2 separate regions of the Cyprinus carpio genome follow, and region 2 is linked to region 1. Evidence: chromatin contacts called from public Hi-C data. All regions are on one chromosome and are shown on one strand. The core of a region is the stretch at or near the end of the contact, and the rest is flanking DNA. Distances in the headings are between cores, read along the strand shown.

What was found. A called contact is a pair of places that touch in the nucleus more often than the background predicts.
Region 2: a contact with region 1 is called in a Hi-C map of skeletal muscle, with 3 times the contacts expected there. The contact joins the promoter of maf1a here to the enhancer-like site in region 1. A contact is called at or near these places in 6 of 8 Hi-C or Micro-C datasets (liver, red blood cells and skeletal muscle).

What each region holds. Positions count from the first base shown.
Region 1 is chrB11:15,891,674-15,896,568 of ASM1834038v1, forward strand. No RefSeq gene overlaps it. Among protein-coding and RNA genes, the nearest start is that of trib3, 26 kb to the right of the region's middle. Within about 2 kb of position 1,913, at least 2 of the 8 cell types and tissues checked have an H3K27ac peak or open chromatin away from gene starts, as enhancers often do. A contact at or near this core is called in skeletal muscle, where this site is marked.
Region 2 is chrB11:15,925,883-15,930,800 of ASM1834038v1, forward strand. It overlaps maf1a (repressor of RNA polymerase III transcription MAF1 homolog), which reads right to left and starts at 2,683. Exons shown (of 7, transcript XM_019123041.2): 1 at 1,991-2,683; 2 at 1,710-1,838; 3 at 1,444-1,606; 4 at 1,208-1,329; 5 at 957-1,076; 6 at 518-622; 7 at 1-240. The coding sequence starts at 2,073. The coding sequence ends at 219. It overlaps zc3h11a (zinc finger CCCH domain-containing protein 11A), which reads right to left. Exons shown (of 17, transcript XM_042734184.1): 17 at 3,106-4,207. The coding sequence ends at 4,000.

The sequences.
Region 1 (4,895 bases), core at 663-3,162:
GAATAGCATTAATGGCTGCTAGGTGTTTGTGTCAAGCGTTTATCAATCACTTGTGAAATTATCAAATACTATAATAAACACAAAACCAAGGGTCTTAAATGCAATTTAAAAAATAGTTAATTTAAAAAGTAAAATGAATAAACAACAATAATGTATAACTTACTTTACATGGTTTTTTAAAATAAAAATAAAAAAAATAAAAAATGAATTTGACAAGAAAATTCAAAATCTACAATGTATAGTATGCATTCAAAGAGGCCAGTGTTTTCTATCTTAAACCACAAGATGGTAGTAAATGCATGATAATAAGTAAACTGAATTAAAATCTTGACCTGCATGTCAATCCCTAACATATTTTTATTATCAAATCATGTAATGCAAAAGGTTGTAGGTCATGTGGGTCACATTCCCATCACATAGTCCAATAAATTCAGGATTACCAGGACAAATTTAAAGGCTTTGTATATGTTTGTAGCGTATAAGGTGCTTCAAAATGATTTTTACAATTAAAACCCATCTGCCTTGGGGATTTGTCTACTCTCCCCCTTCTAAAAACTTGAAGGTGTCTGTTCTGCACACAGCCCTGATCCTGAGGGTCTGCTGATGCCTTGTGTAAGAGAGGAAAATGAGAGTGATTCATTTGAAGGGGTCAGTATTGAGTTGAACTTTTGGATGCCCATTTTCCCCACTGACTTCTCATGTGAACAGGAAAGCCTCAGAGCTGCTTCTTATAATAACACACACACACACACACACACACACACACACACACACACACACACACACACACACACACACACACACACACACACACACACACACACACTCTTTCACTCTCTCTCTCTCTCTCACTCTATCACACACATACACACACACACACACAAAAACACATGACCACACACCCCTCACCACGGCCCCCACCACATCCTGCATCCTGCTGAAGCCCGACCGCTCCTGTCAGGAAGTAGCTCACTAATAAGCAGAAAGGGTAGTTTGTGTGGGTGATGGGTGTGTCTATGTTGGGTGAGGGAGGGTGTTTTTTGTGTGCGGAACTCAGTGTATCATCACCCTGTAATCACGATGAGTTTGTTTCCGCTGGTCTGAGATTAATGCTCTATTCTGCAGTAACTGCTACATCAGTACTTTGACTGATTCATAGAGCATACATGATCACGTGTCACTCCACATCCTCACGATATATATTTTAATATATTTGATAAAATAGTAAATGAAAAAGTCTTTGGTTTATAATTGTATTTTTTTTTTTTCATTTTTAATTTAATTTACAAGTATGAGTTTATAGTAATCATATAGTATAAGTACTTTTATTAAATTGTATTATTTTTAAAGTTATTCATTTATTAAAAATGATCTAAGAATTACACCTACTAATAGATCAAACTGACACAAGCAAGAACTAAAAATTGTATTTAAAAATGTAGAATACAGGATATGCAAACACAGACCTGCATTTATAAGACTTGTATTTATTTTAAATCATTTAAAAAAAAATTAAATAATTATACTGAATAATTTTAAATAACACAAAACAAGATTTTTTTTTTTCTTAAAAACTTGTATGATAAAATCACCAAGATCATTAAAAGCACTGGTGATCTAAAATTAATTTTGTGTCTGGTTCAGTGAGTAGGTGACCTTTGTGCATAACAGGTACTACATAACAGGAATTACCCTCATTGTCACTCTCTTCCTCATACAGGTGTGTACAGAAGCAAATTTAACATGATGTCCCAACACAAACACCTTCCTTATCAGGGCTGAATGTGCTGAAGTCACACTCAAACAAAATGGCACAATAATAGGCCCATTATGTCATGTGTAGCAGTGCAGTGGCGCAGGCAGAGGCGAGGAGAGAGTGGGAGGGAGGGTGGAAACAAAAATGAGTGAGTGAGCATGTAAATGACTGAGTGAGAGAGTGAGTGAGTGAGTGTGTGCTCTGACTGCACGCTGAGGGCCAGGGCTGCACATCCTGTGCTCTGTTCCGCTCACATTTCACATGACCTGAGAGGATGTTGAGCAATCAGTGGGCTCTTTAGAGGTACAGTATAAATACACACATATTCACATTCGCAAGATCAAAAGTGCCAGTGGAACACACAGATGCAGTAAAAAGAACATATGGACACATGCATGTCCACCATAGCCCACATGCACATGCTTAAAAAAAAAATCTATAAATAAATTAAAATTAACATCTGGACATTGCCTTGAATACACACCTTCCAAGACTATTTTCCATGAGCAACAAACCTGGCGGCACTCCCAGCCGAAGGCATCCTGTCTCATATATACACATGCTGACCTACTCTCCACATATCTCAGCAAGTGGGTAATTGACATCAAATTTCAATCAGTGATAGAGAGTCCTGTGGTATAGCACACTATATTTAATCTAAAACTCTTTGAAGCATTTTTATTTCTAATCTTTGTGCATTTAATAGTGGTGCATGCTGAAATAAGCAGTGCTGTTGCTATTCCTCATGCTTAAGGATCAGAACTATCCCAAACACTAATCCTTTACCATTTATGCCACAGACACAAAAGACACTTCAGATTATGAGGAGAGATGTGCTATTATAAGCAATAAAATGTATTATTTATGATCACATGGGAGGTGATAAAACACATTTATTTATTTTTTATATATATTTAAAGTTTTAAAATAAGGAAAATATTAATATGTGAAATTAAACTAAAATAAAATAAAAATAAGAAATAAGAATGTAAGAAATGGGATATGAAAATGTATAATACAGTTATAAACAGAATACGACTATTGGCCAACACTTGGCCAGAATACAACACTTTATTGGTGAATGTTAATTTAATAAAAAATTTAAACAATTAAATTAAATTAATATATAACTAAAAAATAATATATTAAAAAATATTATTTCAAGTGCTTCTTCATGTTTTTCTTTTAAAAAAGAGAACGGAAGCAGGGTGATATCAAAAATGAGAATACGAAGGTGTAGAATATGAATGTTGTTTTTAAATATCAAAATAGCTTTCAACAAAAGCACTACACACACACTTTCAAAAAAAATTAAAAAAATACATCATGTTGTATTGAAAAATGTTGAAAAATAAGTGAAACAAGTAATATTTATTTTGATATCTACATTCCATAATCACTCCGATCTATTTAGAATTTAGTGTTTAAAAAATGTCCTATGATTACAGATTAAATTACATTACCTGCAGCTCTTTATAAGTGCTGTTTATGTTGTATGGAATAAATGTGAGCCTGTCTACAAAGCTGCAGTATGTGCAGATTACACAATAGTGTTTGTGCATGTGGAAATTTCTCCAGCAGGCCAAGGGCTGTGTTTCGGTTGACCACAAATAGTTTGCTGATTGTTTCTCAGTGAGAGACTCAACGCTTCTGGCATGGTCCCACACTGAAAAAGGAAATACAAATCATGACCTCACCCACCAGTTATTCCCCAAATGCCATTTACATTGATGCGGAGCATATAATAATGTTTTGCCTCTCAAAATGCCAGCATAAATGCTTTATACAGCCCCCTGACAATGAGCAGGAGAATACAGTCACGTTCATTAGGAAAGAACGGAAGGCAGGGTGATATCAAAAATGAGAATACGAAGGTGTAGAATATGAATGTTGTTTTTAAATATCAAAATAGCTTTCAACAAAAGCACTACACACACACTTTCAAAAAAAATTAAAAAAATACATCATGTTGTATTGAAAAATGTTGAAAAAATAAGTGAAACAAGTAATATTTATTTTGATATCTACCTTCCATAATCACTCCGATCTATTTAGAATTTAGTGTTTAAAAAATGTCCTATGATTACAGATTAAATTACATTACCTGCAGCTCTTTATAAGTGCTGTTTATGTTGTATGGAATAAATGTGAGCCTGTCTACAAAGCTGCAGTATGTGCAGATTACACAATAGTGTTTGTGCATGTGGAAATTTCTCCAGCAGGCCAAGGGCTGTGTTTCGGTTGACCACAAATAGTTTTGCTGATTGTTTCTCAGTGAGAGAGACTCAACGCTTCTGGCATGGTCCCACACTGAAAAAGGCAAAATACAAAATCATGACCTCACCCACCAGTTATTCCCCAAATGCCATTTACATTGATGCGGAGCATATAATAATGTTTTGCCTCTCAAAATGCCAGCATAAATGCTTTATACAGCCCCCTGACAATGAGCAGGAGAATACAGTCACGTTCATTAGAAAGTGAAAGTTTAAAACTCGATAAATCATGCTTTATGGATTATGTCAGATAGTTGAATGAGTGCAGACAAAGGCTAGATCCACAAACCCGGGAGGAACTTGGGAGGAAGAACATCAAATGAAAAGCACACAACAGCATGACAGCGACAGGGAAATGTGACATGTTTAAACAGTCAGGCATTGTGTGGCCTTAACCCACGGGACACAAACCCCAGCAGGGAGGACAGAGTCTTAGGCAATCCTGACTCAATGGGCCATGACAAAGATGGCTTTGTGAACATGCGGGACACTCACATATTGTGTGAACACTATGGAGGGTGCATGTGGTCTGAAGCAGAACTGAGGTGGTGTTCAGGTTACAGGGGGCACCACAGAGAATAAAACACACCGCCCAAACAGACCTAAAACTCCATCTTCTTGTCATCAGACACCACCCCACCTGTTTCCCCACAACCTCCTCAAATTTGCACATTTTTAACAATAGCTCCAATGATAGCCACCCTCCCTCACTTTCTTTGTCTTCGTTGGAGGAACACGGAAAATAATTTTTTTCTCCAGAACAAACAGCAACCTAAAGATAGTTCTTCAAAGGGAACACTCTGTGAAGAACGCACTGTGTGCACTAATTGAGATAATAGCCTGATGAAGGGTACGTGAAGTCT
Region 2 (4,918 bases), core at 1,433-3,932, 35 kb after region 1:
CACACAAAGGAACATTAAGAGAATGCAATGGAAAGTATACAGAAAAGTAAAGGAAAATGCTTAAGTGCAATGAATAGCACTCTCTGGATTAACACATCTCTTCATTCTTAAGAAATGACCAACAACATATAAAATGGAATAAGAAACAAAAAAGAATAACAGCCAATTAAAACTCAGGCGCGAGATGCTGGCTTCAGATGACAGGGAGGAGGGCTTCATCAGGCACACAATGCACCATACCTGTGGAAAGACCCAGCAATCCATCACTGACTTCAAGGACACAAGCTGCTGCTTGTCAGTCTGGTAATATCAGAGTAATATGGTTTACAGTTACACTGCAATGTTACTTTTGGCTGTTGGCCCTCCACTAGCAAATACACTGGAACCACATGATTTATTTGCAGTCATTTGTCTGTCAAATCTGAATGATGATAACGCAACAGCCGTGGGTGTTCATGATGCAGTACTTCCTAGAAAAGTGATAAATATTAACGGTGTAGTTTGCATAGTTCCTCACCTCTCTTCATCCATGTTGCCCTCTTCCTCTTCCTCATAGCTGCCCTCATCTAACTCCAGATCCAGTTCAGTGCCGATGCCAGAGTCTCGTGGAGCCATGAAAAGACTAAAGGATCCCAAACACAAAAATTCCGAGCTCAGTTGGGTGCTAAAGACACTTTTCTTATTATTAGCCATGTTAAAAACAGTTGTGCTACTCTGTATTTTTGTGGAAACCATATTGCTTTTTTAGTTTAAAGTTTAAAAGAACAGCGTTTATTTTAAATAAAAATCTTTCGTAAATTATAAATGTATTTACTGCCACTTTTGATCAATTTAATGCAACCATGCGGGAAAAAAAAAAGTGTTTTTCCACCCCCACATAACATAATACGCTATGTGTAATAAAATCATTGCCTTTCATTACTGATTTGCTTTCTACCTGACATAAAGATTCTCACCTGACAGAACGGCATGTGAAGAACACAATCCTCTTCAGTCGTTTGTTATAAAAGAAGTAGTTGAAGGACCACAGGTTGCCTTCTTCCCCATAAGGGTCGGAATCCAGATCTGGATTGTAGCTGTCACAGAATGCAATCAGAGCTTACTTAATAATTTAGTGCTGTATCATTCAAACAAATACTATTCAAAAGCATTCATTAAATTTTAGGCAAGCCTGACTGAACACGGATTTTAAAAGCAGAATATCTACCTGTATATGTCACATTCAGCAAGGCTGATCTCCTTGTCTAGAGCCTCCCATAACTGAGGCTGTAGGTGACTGTACACCTCACCCGCAGCAGCAGACAAACTGCTGTTCACTGCATTAAACACCTGCGGAAATCATGAATTATGTTTTACAATAATTTTATAATGCCCTATTCAATATATATAAGAACGAGTGCATGTGTTGTTTCAGAAATTGTAACAATTTAACATCAAAATTACCCAATTAACACTGGGCTCCTTGCTGAAATCGTGGCCTTTGGTGCGACTGAAGTCGTAGTCCGGCCGGAAGGATTCATTGAGAGTGGCGATCAGGTAAAAAAGCGTCTTTCTGCTGCACTTGTCTGAAAGAGGACCCTCCCCATCATCCAAACTCTGACTCAGTCTGAAAGTAAAACATATTTCAGTATGTGCAATGACTTTGTGGAAGACATGTATTGTATTGTGTGTAAGTGAGGGGGTACCTCAAAAAAAAGATGTTGACTTACTTGTTGGGGCTGATTCCTGAGCTCTGCGGAGGAGACAGAGCCTCCAGCACATGCGGTTGCCCCTCCTGACAAAACTGCTTAAACATCTGCTTATCATCACCTGCCATCTTACAGGAGTAGCTCTCAATACTACAGAAACATCACAGCGGTGTCATTAGAAAACAAATGCTTCAAATAACACTCTGACAGCAGAACAGTGTGAATAACATGCTTTACTCAGTTCCTCTTTAAATGTTCATATATGTAAATGTTGTATATAAAACCAAGTATTGATCACTTACCGTCCAATTATCTTACAATCTCCCGTTTCAATAGTGAGCAGACTGTTTATGGCCTCAAAACCTGAGTTTTCCAGGAGCTTCATGGTCTATTCAACTTTATTAAATATACTGACAGAATTGCAATTACTCTTTACAGCCGCTAGATGTCAGTTTCTTTGATAAACAACCATCGGCCTGTTATTCCGCCGTTACACCAAACCAAAACAATGTTTAGCACGTTAGTTTGGAGAATATACGGCTCAAACAGAAATATATCAATAATAAACAACTAGCCAATACTGGGTTATAACCAAATAACCACTAACCTCGATTTCTCCTACAGAAGCTCCTTTAAAAACGAACGGCTCTCTATTACATTCAAATGTTAAAAAAATAAAAAATAAGCCACCCTTGCAGATTCTTACGACCGCGTAAATAATCTTCTCCGGTTGCTTAATGTACTTCTATGTCTAATAAATATATCTTCCTTTTTACTGTGAAATTTCCAATACCTGCCATTAAACAAGCTAAAATTTAGAGGGAAATTATGCATCCCAGCTATTGAATCAGAACTTGAGGAGAATTCCAAGGCTTATAAAAGCCTTAATCCTCGGTTTATGGTTGTCTATTTGTGTGGAGGAATGACAACAGCAGAGGACGAGTGTTTGTGTTGCCGTTTTCGGTCGCAGTAATACGCAGTTTTCTTTTTCCTTTTTTTTTTTTTTTCAGTCAGGATGTCATAGTGATACAAGCGTTTCATGTTTACCGCCAACTGCTGGCTTGGGGTTTAATGGCGCTTCTCTTTTTCCCTAAATCATAACAAAGAAACTTATAATATAATTTCCGCGAGGCTTGCAATGACGAAACATCAGTGATAAAGCATCAAAATCATGGCAAAACAAATTATTTATTTTTTACAAGCGCATTCGTATACTTTTGCATTTCTGAATTTAAATATTCTTAAGCTGTAATCGTAGTGCATGTTTTCTATTGTTGTGTGCATCTAAGAAAAACATCTAGAGACTTAAATGACACACTTAAGGATTTTAAAGGTCATAAAATATAAGTTGTTAAATACTTAGCATTTACATATTATAATGCTTACTTGATAAACCCTGTTAAAAACTGAAACAATATTTTCTCATAAAGACATTTTATTTACAAAGGTGGTTTTGAAGAGGTACAACTCATCTGAAGACAGACGCCGCAGTAAAGATGACATTTTCACATCCCAGTCCCTTAATGCATGATGACACTCAATTAAGGTGAATAAAAAGAAAGAAGACATGGATGGCCATGACATTTCCAAAGAATACAAAACATACAGGTTAGCAAAGCTGAAGTATTTTCCCTGAGAACACTGCTTCATATTTACATGTTTCATGCAGAAATGAAGAAAGGTGAGCAATGACCTTCAGCTATCTGTCAGATCATCAAAGAAGAGGACCATAAAATGTTTTGCCTAAACTAAATCAAAGGTAAGCAAAAATGACCTGTTAAAACAGCGCTGATAATGATGTCCAAAGAACATTTAATGGAACAAATACATGTGACTCAAAAAGAAGACTAAGAAAGGTGTGGCCTTGATGTGCCTCTCTAATAAAAAGCAATTTTTCAGCATACACAGTACACAACTGAAAACTTCCTGTCTCTGTAACACATGAGTGATAGTGCTATAACAACGTCCAACAAAATCATTATACCTGAAGCTGCCTTACAATGGCTTGTTAATAGCTGCAACAGCTAAATAAGATTTTTTCCTCTTTTTTTGACAGTTTTAGGAAGTCAACTAAAAGCAAACAAGAGGACAAGACCTGTACAGCACAACTAGTGTTTCTCAAGCACTATTTGATGAAGAAATCATATTTACATTGACAAGAAAAAAAACTAAAAGAAACATTAAAACAGATCGATTAGAGCTTGAAAGTAAAAAGTCTTAATTTAAAATGCTGTGGATCAAATGGTGTCACAGTCCTTTCAAATTCATAGTGGCACTGTTTTTGTAAGAAAACGGATGACATCCCTCATGTCTAACTGTCAATCATTTCTGAGAGTTCTAAAAGAAGGTCGTCCTCTCCCTTGCCCGAATCCAATTCCAAGTCATCCTCAAGCCGATCGTCAGTAAATTCATCTAACAGGTCTTCAAAGTCATCCACTGATGAACTGGTAACAAGAGGAGCACGACCAGTAGTGGTGCTGGACCGCCGAGAGCGCATGCTGGGTGTTTTGACCACAGGGCTACAAAGGAAAAAAAAAAAACCACAAAACAGAAGATATATAAAAACGAAGTAATTATGTAAATGAATATTACTAATAATTCATTATACTGTGTGCGTGTATGTATATATATATATATATATATATATATATATATATATAAATAAGGGATGTAACAAAACACATTCGTACTGAATTTTCGGTACGGGTCTTTCGGTTCAGTACACATGTGTACCAAATAAATCGTTAAATTTTTTCAGGACATTCAGACAATAAATGCCGTCTTGGTGCTCTTTGACATGGTCACTGTATAATCGCCTCACTTGTTTAAATAAACAAATTTATGCCACTCAAAATAAATAGTAATTGAATTTAAGTTTTGGCTCTGTTGTTAACTGGAACCTTGTAGTGATGTAAAAGGGCTCCCTACAGTTTAGAGCAGAAGCTGAGGTAGATTTTTATCCCTAAAGCCTGGCTCACACTACAGGATATCATTAAGATCATCAAGCCAGAGGGAGCGCCTCATGTGATCTCATGCAGCAGATCGTCACTGATATTTGTTTACATATGTTAGCTAGCGTGCTAGCAGCTTTCTGCACTCACCCGGTGCATTCAAAACTGAGGCGATTTCACTCCAGCGCTTCTCTTTCTCCTTACAGTTGTGATGTGTTTTCAACACATTATAAATGTCAAGAAACAGTTTCCTCTGTCTCCACTATCCAACTGAGCCGT